Regions from separate parts of the Sus scrofa genome. Here region 1 is linked to region 2. A link is a contact called in public HiChIP or PLAC-seq data. All regions are on one chromosome and are shown on one strand. Each heading gives the region's core, a stretch centred on a gene start, on an enhancer-like site or on the middle of the called end of the contact. The rest is flanking DNA. Distances are from core to core; before and after follow the strand shown. Region 1 holds the start of FAM76A (family with sequence similarity 76 member A). Region 2 holds the start of NUDC (nuclear distribution C, dynein complex regulator).

What was found. HiChIP or PLAC-seq counts read pairs in DNA pulled down with a chosen protein or histone mark.
Region 1: an H3K27ac HiChIP or PLAC-seq map of alveolar macrophages shows a contact between it and region 2. The contact joins the promoter of FAM76A here to the promoter of NUDC in region 2. A contact is called at or near these places in 1 of 5 promoter capture datasets (liver) and 1 of 2 datasets of contacts at active chromatin or transcription factors (alveolar macrophages).

What each region holds. Positions count from the first base shown.
Region 1 is chr6:84,876,756-84,881,465 of Sscrofa11.1, reverse strand. It overlaps FAM76A (family with sequence similarity 76 member A), which reads right to left and starts at 1,372. Exons shown (of 5, transcript NM_001243460.1): 1 at 1,231-1,372. The coding sequence starts at 1,311.
Region 2 is chr6:84,236,683-84,241,649 of Sscrofa11.1, reverse strand. NUDC (nuclear distribution C, dynein complex regulator) reads right to left here and starts at 2,955. Exons shown (of 9, transcript NM_001243803.1): 1 at 2,767-2,955; 2 at 306-383. The coding sequence starts at 2,847.

The DNA of each region.
Region 1 (4,710 bases), core at 123-2,622, 640 kb before region 2:
CCAAGCATATCCACTGTGCTTGAGTTAGTCACTTAAACTTTCTAGGACTAATTTCTTTCTTCTGTGATTCTGGCATCACCACCCTGCATTGATGTGGGAGTTAAGTAAGAATTTATATGGAACTAGTCATAAATTGTGAAACAAAAGTATGAATAAGTCACAGACTAGGAATCAGAAGCCCTGGATTCTAGTCCGGTTCTCCCTCTGCCACTGTGTGATTCTTTTCAGCAGGTTCACTTTTGAAATCAAAGTGCTGAATTAAATTCATTATTGCTCACAAACATAAAACTGCCCTAAAAAACATACATATGTATGTATATATACACACACACAAACACATGATTAAATATACATGTATATATATATATATGTCCAAAAAAGGCACTCAAACATTTGAGTTTTTGAGTTCTCTCATAAATAGTAAACAAAAAGTGAAGAAGTCCTGGCTATTTGAGGCAATAATGACATACAATTATGAGTTATCCATACCAGAGACACAAACTCTGGATTATTTGGGGATATCTCAACATCACTCTCCAGTTGGCTTAGTGACTTTTACTGTATCCTCACAACACCTCTACTCATTTAAATAGGCAAAACAAGATGAAGCAACTTAAAACGAAAAAAGAGAACTTGGACCTTCGGGGTAAAAACTGATCAGCGGCTGGTTAGGGCGAGGACCGAAGGTCACTAACTAGATGCTGAAAAATCATCCTTTTGCCTCGTGAGCTTGACAGTGGGGCTTTATTATAAAGCCTCACTATGTCCCACTCCGAAACTGGCTGAGAGGTGCCCGTGAGACGCCCGAGTTCGAGACGATCCTCCCAGGCAGCACCCAACTCTGGAGTTCAGTCCCAGGCGAGGCACGGGGTCCCTAAGCCTGAAACCAGGCAGACCCCGGCAGCGGGGAAGCCAGCCCAAGAGCGACCTAGGGCGCGGCTTGTCAGGGGCGTGAGGGGGACCCGCTGTCCCCTCCCCCGACCTCGGAGGGTCAGAGAACAATCCCTCGCGGTTGCTAAGCGCCCGGACACGCCCGCCGCGGGGGCCCGGATAGGGCCTGGATCTCCCCTACATGCCTCGCCGACCCCCAATGGGGCGGGTACGGTTTCTCAGTTCTGTGAGCCAGCCACGCCCTGCCCGAGGGACCCCGCCGGGCGTCCCCGCAGAACCGGGAGCTCCGGGCCGCGCCTCCAGCGTCCCAGTTCCCGGCCGCCGCCCCAGCCCGCGCACCTTGCACAGCTGCTGCCCCTGAGACAGCGCCTCGAAGGGGAAGCGCTGGTGGCACTTGGTGCAGGCGTAGAGCGCCGCCATGTCCGGCCCGGGCCGTGCTCACCGCCCCGCCGGCCCGGCCCGCCGCTTTATCTGACAGTCTGAGGTACAACCTGGCGGCAGGCTGCGGGCTGCGGCAGGCGGGCGGGCCCTCGGGTGCGGGCGGACCAGGGCGGGCGCGGCGGCGCTGAACGCCCGTTCACTGGTTCATTTAGACGTCTATCAAGCACGAAGGGGCGGGACACGGAGCTTCTTACGACTCTGATTCGGTCTGGACTCGAGTACGCCACTTATGACGCGCGCGGCCTCGATTATGTAAAGCGCAGTCACGCGGGGGCGCCGCTGGGAGGGACGGTCTCCCGCCGGGAACCTCGGAAGCGCCTAAGACTCCTCCCACTTCGCTCTCGGTTCCCGCCTTCGCTCCTCCTCTCCCCGGCCGCTGGCGCAACCGCGCTTCTCGCGATACCTCCACGGAGTTGTGAGGTTTCAGTTTCCATGGAGTTGCCCCCTGGCAGCGGGTTGGGTGGAGTGTGTTGCATGGTTGAACCAGACCTCTGTCGCCACCCGGTGCGTGAAGATGAGCTTGTGAGAAGAAGCCTCCATCATCCGGGCAGGAGGGGCCCTCACGGCCCTCCCACTGGAGGGCCAGGAGGGAACCCTGAGAGGCAACTTAGAGGAGTGCCCTCTGAGACCCCTAAAAACGGAAAACTCTAGGGTCGCTGACCTGCAGAGAGAAATAGAGTGGCCCCAGAGAGAGCACCCCTGTGTTGTTTCTACACAGGGCCTTCTGGCTGCTAGAGTGATGACAGCTCCTCTAGGAGGGAGAAGACGGATACTAAGGAGAAGCCTTCCACCTCTGAGAGCCCTCGCGCCCCAGAGGCCCCGTCAGAGTGGGATGCAACTGGTCTGAGGCCTGCTTCCTACTGTGTCTAATCCAGACGCACCCTCAGCTTCTTTCTTGAACTGCCAGGCATTTCCTGGTTAGGCCCGGCCGGAAGGCGAGCTACGCCCTCCTATCCTAGCTACGTGTCCTAACTGCTCCCTGCCTGGGGCATCTAGGGGTAGTCCAAGGAATTGCAAACTTGTGGTTTTTTGTTTGTTTTGTTGCTTGTTTGTTTTTGTCCTATTATGGCCACACCCAGGGCCTATTGAAGTTCCCAGGCTAGGGGTCAAGAATCCGAGTCGCGCGACCACAGTAATGCCAGATCTGAGCTGCGTTTGGGAACGACACCGCAGCTCGAGGCAACATGGGATCCTTTAACCCACTGGGCAAGGCCAGGGATGGAAGCTGCAACCTCATGGATACTAGTGGGTTTCCTTACCACTGAACCACAAGAGGAACTCCCATACTTTTGGTTCTTGAGGCTTTGGCAAAGCTTCCTGCAGTGCTGACCTTTCCAAGTCTCTGCCTATAGCTGCTCTTAGGCTGAGATTAGGTTTAGCTCTGCCAACCGCTTGAACAGTACTAACTGCAATTTTACCTCAACGTGCTTTTTTTTTTTTCCACAGCAACTGAGGGCGCATTTGTGGCTTATAAATCCCTGCCTCCCCAAAATTACTCTCCCTGATATCCAAATCCAGCCCCCCCTCCCCCCCCATTGTGAGTTTGCCCAAAGATGTGTATAATCAAATATTTAGGCGCTGGAGTCAGAAAACTGAAGTTCAAAGTCACTGCTCCATATTTACTAGCTATGTAAACTTGAACTTCTGAACTTCTCACTTTGGCTGAGTTTCTCAGAGCCTCACTTTCCTCCGTGGTACAATTGGGTGATTGTGGGGGGTCAAAAATAGTACATGGGAGTTCCCGTCGTGGCGCAGTGGTTAACGAGTCCGACTGGGAACCATGAGGTTGCGGGTTCGGTCCCTGCCCTTACTCAGTGGGTTAAGGATCCGGCGTTGCCGTGAGCTGTGGTGTAGGTCGCAGACGCGTCTTGGATCCCGCGTTGCTGTGGCTCTGGCGTAGGCTGGTGGCTACAGCTCCGATTCTACCCCTAGCCTGGGAACCTCCATATGCCGCGGGAGTGGCCCAAGAAATAGCAAAAAGACCAAAAAAAAAAAAAAAAAAAAAAAAAATAGTACATGGAGGGTAATGGAGGAAAAGTGTTTTAACAGGTAAGGGGTTTTACTTTGGAATGATGAAAATGTCTTGGAACTAGTTAGAGGTGGTGGTTGCACGGCACTGTGAATGTACTAACTGCCACTGAATTGTTCTCTTTAAAATGATTAATTTTGTATTGTGTGAATTTCACCTCTATTTATTTATTTATTTATTTATTTATTTATTTTTGGTCTTTCTGTTTTTTTTGGTCCACACCCGTGGCATATGGAGGTTCCCAGGCTAGGGGTCAAATCAGAGCTACAGCTGCCAGCCTACAGCACAGCCACCGCAACACCAGATCTGAAGTTCATCTGTGACCTACACCACATCTCACATTCTTAACCCACTGAACAAGGCCAGGGATCAAACCCATAACCTCATGGTTCCTAGTTGGATTCATTTCTGCTGGGCCACAACGGGAACTCCTCAAAATTGTTTTGTTTTGTTTTGTTTTGTTTTAAGGATGCAGGCTTGGAAGAGGGACTGCCTGGCTTTGAATCCCAGCTATAACACTTAGAAGCTGTATGATTTTGGGCATATTAAAAACAAACAAACAGGAGTTCCCATCTTGGCGCAGCAGAAACGAATCCGACTAGTATCCATGAGGGTGCGGGTTTGATCCCTGGTCTCGCTCAATAGGTTAAGGATCCAGCATTGCCATGAGCTGTGGTATAGGTCACAGACGTGGCTCGGAACCTGGGTTGCTATGGCTGTGGTGTAGGCTGGCAGCTGTAGTTCCAATTCGACCCCTAGCCTGGAAACCTCCATATGCCACAGGTGTGGCCCTAAAAAAAAAAAAAAAAAAAAAAAAAAAAAAAAAAAAAAAAGCGCCGGTACACGGAACTTGGTACAGTAGATAATTTGTTTTCCATTTTTGGCCGCCCCAAGGCATATGGAGTTCCCAGGCCAGAGATCAGAGCTGAGCCACAGTCAAGACCTAAGCCATAGCTGTGGCAATGCTGGATCCTTAACCCACTGTTCAGGGCCGGGGATTGACTCTTTGACCCATCGCTCCCAAGACGCTGCCACTCCCTCTGCACCACTGTGGGAACTCCTAGATAAGTGTTATTAAAAGAAGAAACTGAATTTCTTCTAGGGAGACACTGGTGCCATGGAGCATGTAAATACAGCCTCCTGTCTACTCACACACACACTCCACCCCAGAGGATGGGTCTCTGTTTCTACTGCCTCCACTTTTGGTCTCCACCATACCATTTACCAGTTTTTCAATTACCTATTTACTTGTCTTTCATCCATTAGACTATGGCATTACGGAACAGAAAGACTGTATCTGGGTCCTCTATCCTTTTCCCCCCAGGGGCAGGGCTAATTAATCCATTCTC
Region 2 (4,967 bases), core at 1,706-4,205:
AGAAAAGAAACCAAGAAGCGTGATGCCAGGGCCAGAAGGCAGTTTTACAACAGACTCTGGTTCCAACCTGTCTCTCATAACTCGGAGCAACGTTCTCCTTTGTAAACGGAGATAGTAACAGCTGCCCCTCTCAAACTGCTAAAGGACCATGGAAAGCAGGGTAGATAAAGCACTTGGCAAGGAAAGGGACTTCAATAAATGACAGTAAATGCTTTCCTTCCCCAACTCTTGCCCTTGGCGTGTTAACTTCTGCGAAAGGTTATTATTATGCCAAAGGAAGGCCAGGTAAGCTCGCCAACACTCACCTTCTCTGCCATCCCCTCTTCTCCTCCAACAAAAAAGTCTGTTTTGCGACGAAGGAAGCTGAAGAAAGTGTTCACAAGCTGAAAGACAGAAGGCAAAAGACTGAAGCTGTAGAGGTGCCATACAGGGAGCCCCTTAACCACACACAAGCAACCTCCTTCACCTAGGAAGGAACTTGGGACTGGACCATTTCAACCCTGAGCCTCCCAACTGGGAAAACATCCCCCCCAACAGCCCTGCCTTAGTTACTTCTGCCAGGAAGCCTAACCTAACCTGATCTAGAGCAACAGAAAGGGAGAATTCTCATTTCTTGTGTATATGCATATGTGTATTTCACATTTTTTGTGATGCTAGAAGCAGCCTGAGGATATGGGGCACTGCATCCAGGTTTGAAATGCCTGGGGCCTAGCTTTCCTCTCCATGTAGCAAAAAGCCCATCCAGAGTGGCGCTGGCTGAGTTACTAGGGCAGAGCTGGAAGGAGAGAACAAAGAAGGCCACTTCAAAGAAGGTTAAGACCCACTAACTCTGGTGTTTTTTTCTTTGAGGGGAGGAGGGAGGTTAGCTACAGAAGCTCCTGGGGCCAGGGATCAAAATCAAGCCACAGCATGGACAACACTGGATCCATAACCACCAGGCCACCAGGGAACTCCAAAACCAGCTAACTCTGGCTGGGTGCATCAGTGCAGTCAAGTTGTTAAGTGCGTCGGTTTGGGAGTTCCCGTTGTGGCTCAGTGCTTATGAACGCAACTAATATTCATGAGGACATGGGTTCGATCCCTGGCCTTGCTCAGTGGGGTAAAGATCGAGCGTTGCAGTGGGCTGTGGTGCAGGTCACAGACATGGCTTGGATCTGGCGTTGCTATGACTGTGGCATAGGCTGGCAGCTGCAGCTCTGATTCAAACCCTAGCCTGTGAACTTCCATATGCCATGGGTGTGGCCCTAAAAAGGAAAAAAAAAAAGAGCATCGTTTTGGCCATTAGATTGATATACATTAGCTCTGTGACCTGGGGACAGTGTCTTAACTCTATGAAACAGAAATAGCAGCAGGACCAATTTCTAGGGATACACGTGAGGATCCTTGAGAGGACCAAAGGAAGACATGCAGGTGAGGTCCTTAATAGCGTCTGGCTAAAGAACCTCGGCCACAGAGAGAGCTCCTCACAAGTAGGCACCATGAACCATGACTCTGTGTACATCCCCAAGGCCTGGCACCAGACCTGGCTCAGAGTGCATGCTCAGAAAACTTTTGCTGAGCAAAAAGATCTAGTGATGACTGAGGGTTGGCACATATAAATAAGCCCTTTTATTTGCCCAAGTGAGAGGTTCTAAATCTGACGCTAGAATTTATCTCAACAGTTTCAATTCCTGCTTCTGGACACTTTTTCAATTCACTCAAAAATGAACTCACTTCCAAATCCAGGTGCAACAACAATTTAGGGGGGTAGGAGAAGGGAGACTTTCACATCTGCAAATTAGTAGCACTCTTCCCACAGGGACCTGAATGAGAATGGGAATGGAAGGCTCCAATGAGACACAGAATCAACAATGGACTGTGGAAAGCACACACTGGCCTAAGGATTCTGGTCCCCTCTAAGCCAGGAGCCTGTTGGATGAGCTTGGGCAAGCTCCTTCAGTTTCTTTAAAGAAAGACTAATCTTGATAGGTTTTGCTACGTTTAACTTTCCATCGTCCAAAAAACCAACTCCAGAATCTTTACTAGTTGGTCCTTATCCTTTTCCTACACATGTTATTGGGTTTGGTCACTAAGCATGAATTATGTTCTTGCACACATCAATTACTCAACAAACACTTGTTGAATGTTCGAGTCTGATTACCGAGAATTCTTCACTGTCCTTCACTTCAAGACACTACTCTCCTACAAATTCAGGAAGTAAGGATTCGTAGCTCTGTCTCAAAGAAAGAAACTGAAGCTTGGAGACATGAAACAGTCCAAGTTGTTAGGAAATGCAAAACACGCCTCCTATTCTCTCATTCAAGATCTAGAAAGACCACGTGTTAATATCACCCCCCCCACCCCCACACATCGCATACATTCTTCCGCTCGCCCCAAGTCTTGGTACATGCAAATCTCAATGCCTAGAACATCCTAAAGGATGTTCTTTGGGGGCGGCCACCAGAGGGGAAAAGGGCCGGAAGCAGGTTGGAGACTAAAGAGGGGGAAGGGATTCCAAGACTCGGGCCTTCCCAGGGGCAGATAAAGGGATGCCAGAGCTGTTAAGATGGTAACTACTGAGGGGCCCCAGGGATCCAGAACTGGTCCGAGCGCAAGACTTGCGGCGGGGAGGCCAGACTAGAAGCTGGGGTGCAATGAGAATGCGGGATCCTAAAGCCCGCAAGGCCCAGGGGTGGATCTCGTCTCTCGAAGGCAGCGAAGGGAGGAAAGAGAGTGGCTGGGCCGCCTGGGTGGGCCAGGCCAAGCCAATGCCGAGCGGGTCGTTACCTCCTGCACGCCTCCCTCGTGCTGCTGCGCCATCGCCAACAACATGCCGTCGAAACGATCCTCCTCCTGGTCTCCACCCATCTTGCCAGCTGCTAGCCACGCTCCGAAATCTGAGCTCTGCTCTCGCGTCCCGCGCTCTCGGCGCCTTCGGGTCGCGTCCGGTGCAACGGTTTCAGTCCTCCGCCTTCCGCAGCGGAGACGGAAACACGCACGCGCCCCGCTGCCTTGGCCCGCCCGCCTGCTCTCTCCTCCCGCCTCCCTTGTGGCCAGCGGCCATTGACCGTGCGGCAAGCAGCCCGCTTCACTGACCATTGGTCGACTTGCTGAGCCAATCAAAGAGCGCGTCCGTGAGCGGTGGGCGGAGTCGAAGGCCTCTGAGTTTGGTGTGAGTTGCTATGGTCACCAGGAACCTTTTGGAGCCTTCCAGAAAACCCTGGGCTCAAATCACGCGGGCCTGAAAGTTGAAAAAGCACAAACTTTGAATTTACGCCTTGAGAGTGACCGCTGAGCTTGTAGAACGGTAAAGCGTTCTTAATCATCTCTTCCAAGTTTTCCATCGGCCAACTGAGGCCCAGAAAGGAGAAGGGAACTTGCCCCAAAAGACAGCCTACCCCTGTTGTCATCACATACTCCATACAAATTGTGCAGTCGCAGGGGACCCGGACTTAGAAAGTCCCTTGGTGCTGGGGTTAATGCTCTTCTGCTGCAGTCCTGAGACTCTTAATATTTTTTAACAAGAGCCCCACCCCCAACCCCGCATTGTCATTTTGCGCAGTTTCATGCAAATTATGTAATGAGTGCTAAATTCGAACTTCACTTTTGTGCGGGACAGACCCCAGCCATCTAAGGCCAAACCCTCTACTTTTGTATTGAATTTCATCATCTTAGTCTTTTCAGGGATTCTACTCTTACTATCCTTTCCTAATTCTCCTGCATCAGAATTTTTTTTTTTCCCTACTCAATGAATCTGCATCACAATTTTCTTTCTTCTGGATCATCCCTTTTAACTTACAAATATACTTTAATGCCACTTCTTTTTTTATTCTTCTATGACCCCCCCACACAAACTTTTCTCCTCCTACCATTCCAATTTTATTTTTTTATTTTTTATTTTATTTTATTTTTTGTCTTTTTGCCTTTTCTTGAGCCGTTCCTGCGGCACATGGAGTCCAATCAGAGCTATAGCCACCGTCCTACGCCAGAGCTACAGCATCGCAAGATCCAAGCTGCATCTGCGACCCACGCCACAGCTCACTGCAACACCGGATCCTTAACCCACTGAGCAAGGCCAGGGATCGAACCCGCAACCTCATGGTTCCTAGTCAGATTCGTTAAGCACTGAGCTTCGATGGGAACTCCTATCCCAATTTTAAAATCTCTTTGACAGCAAAACTTGAAAAAAATTTGCTATACTTGTTTCTCCACTTCCTCACCTTCCGTCTCTCCTCGATTTACTCTGGTCTTTACTTAAGACTCTGACCAAGGATACAATGACCTACTTATTGCCAAAACCAGTAAAGCACTATTACAGTGCTCAGCTTCTCAGCTGCATTTGACACAGTTGACCTCTTCTTCCTTCTAGAAACAATTTTTTCCCTAGTCTTCTGTTATGGATGGAACTGTATTCCTCCATTATTCTTATATTGAAACCCTAACTCTCTTTGGAATTCCCACCGCGGCTCAGCAGAAACAAATCTGACTAGTTTCTGTGAAGACGCAGGTTTGATCCCTGGCCTCACTCAGTGGGTTAAGGATCCAGTATTGCCATGAGCTGTGGTATAGGTCCCAGATGAGGTTCTGATCCGGAGTTGCTGTAGCTATGGCCTAGGCCGGTGGCTACAGCTCAGATTCGACCCCTAGCCTGAAACCTCCATGTGCCACAATTCTGCCCTAAAGAGCCAAAAAAAAAAAAAAAAAAATTAAGAAGAAACCCTTACTCCCAGTGTGACTGTTTTTTGGAAATAGGGGTATTTAAACATGTAATTAGAGTTAATTCATACAGATGTGGCCCTAATCCAAAATAGTTAGTGTCCTTACTAGAAGAGAAAGAAAACCCAGGGACTCACGAGCAAGCGGAGGAAAGGCCACGTGAGGCAGCTATGTGCAAGCCAAAAAGAGAAGCCTCAGAGGAAAGCAAACCTGCCAACATCTTGATCTTGGACTTCCAGGTTTGGAGAACTGTAATAAAATTAACTACTGTT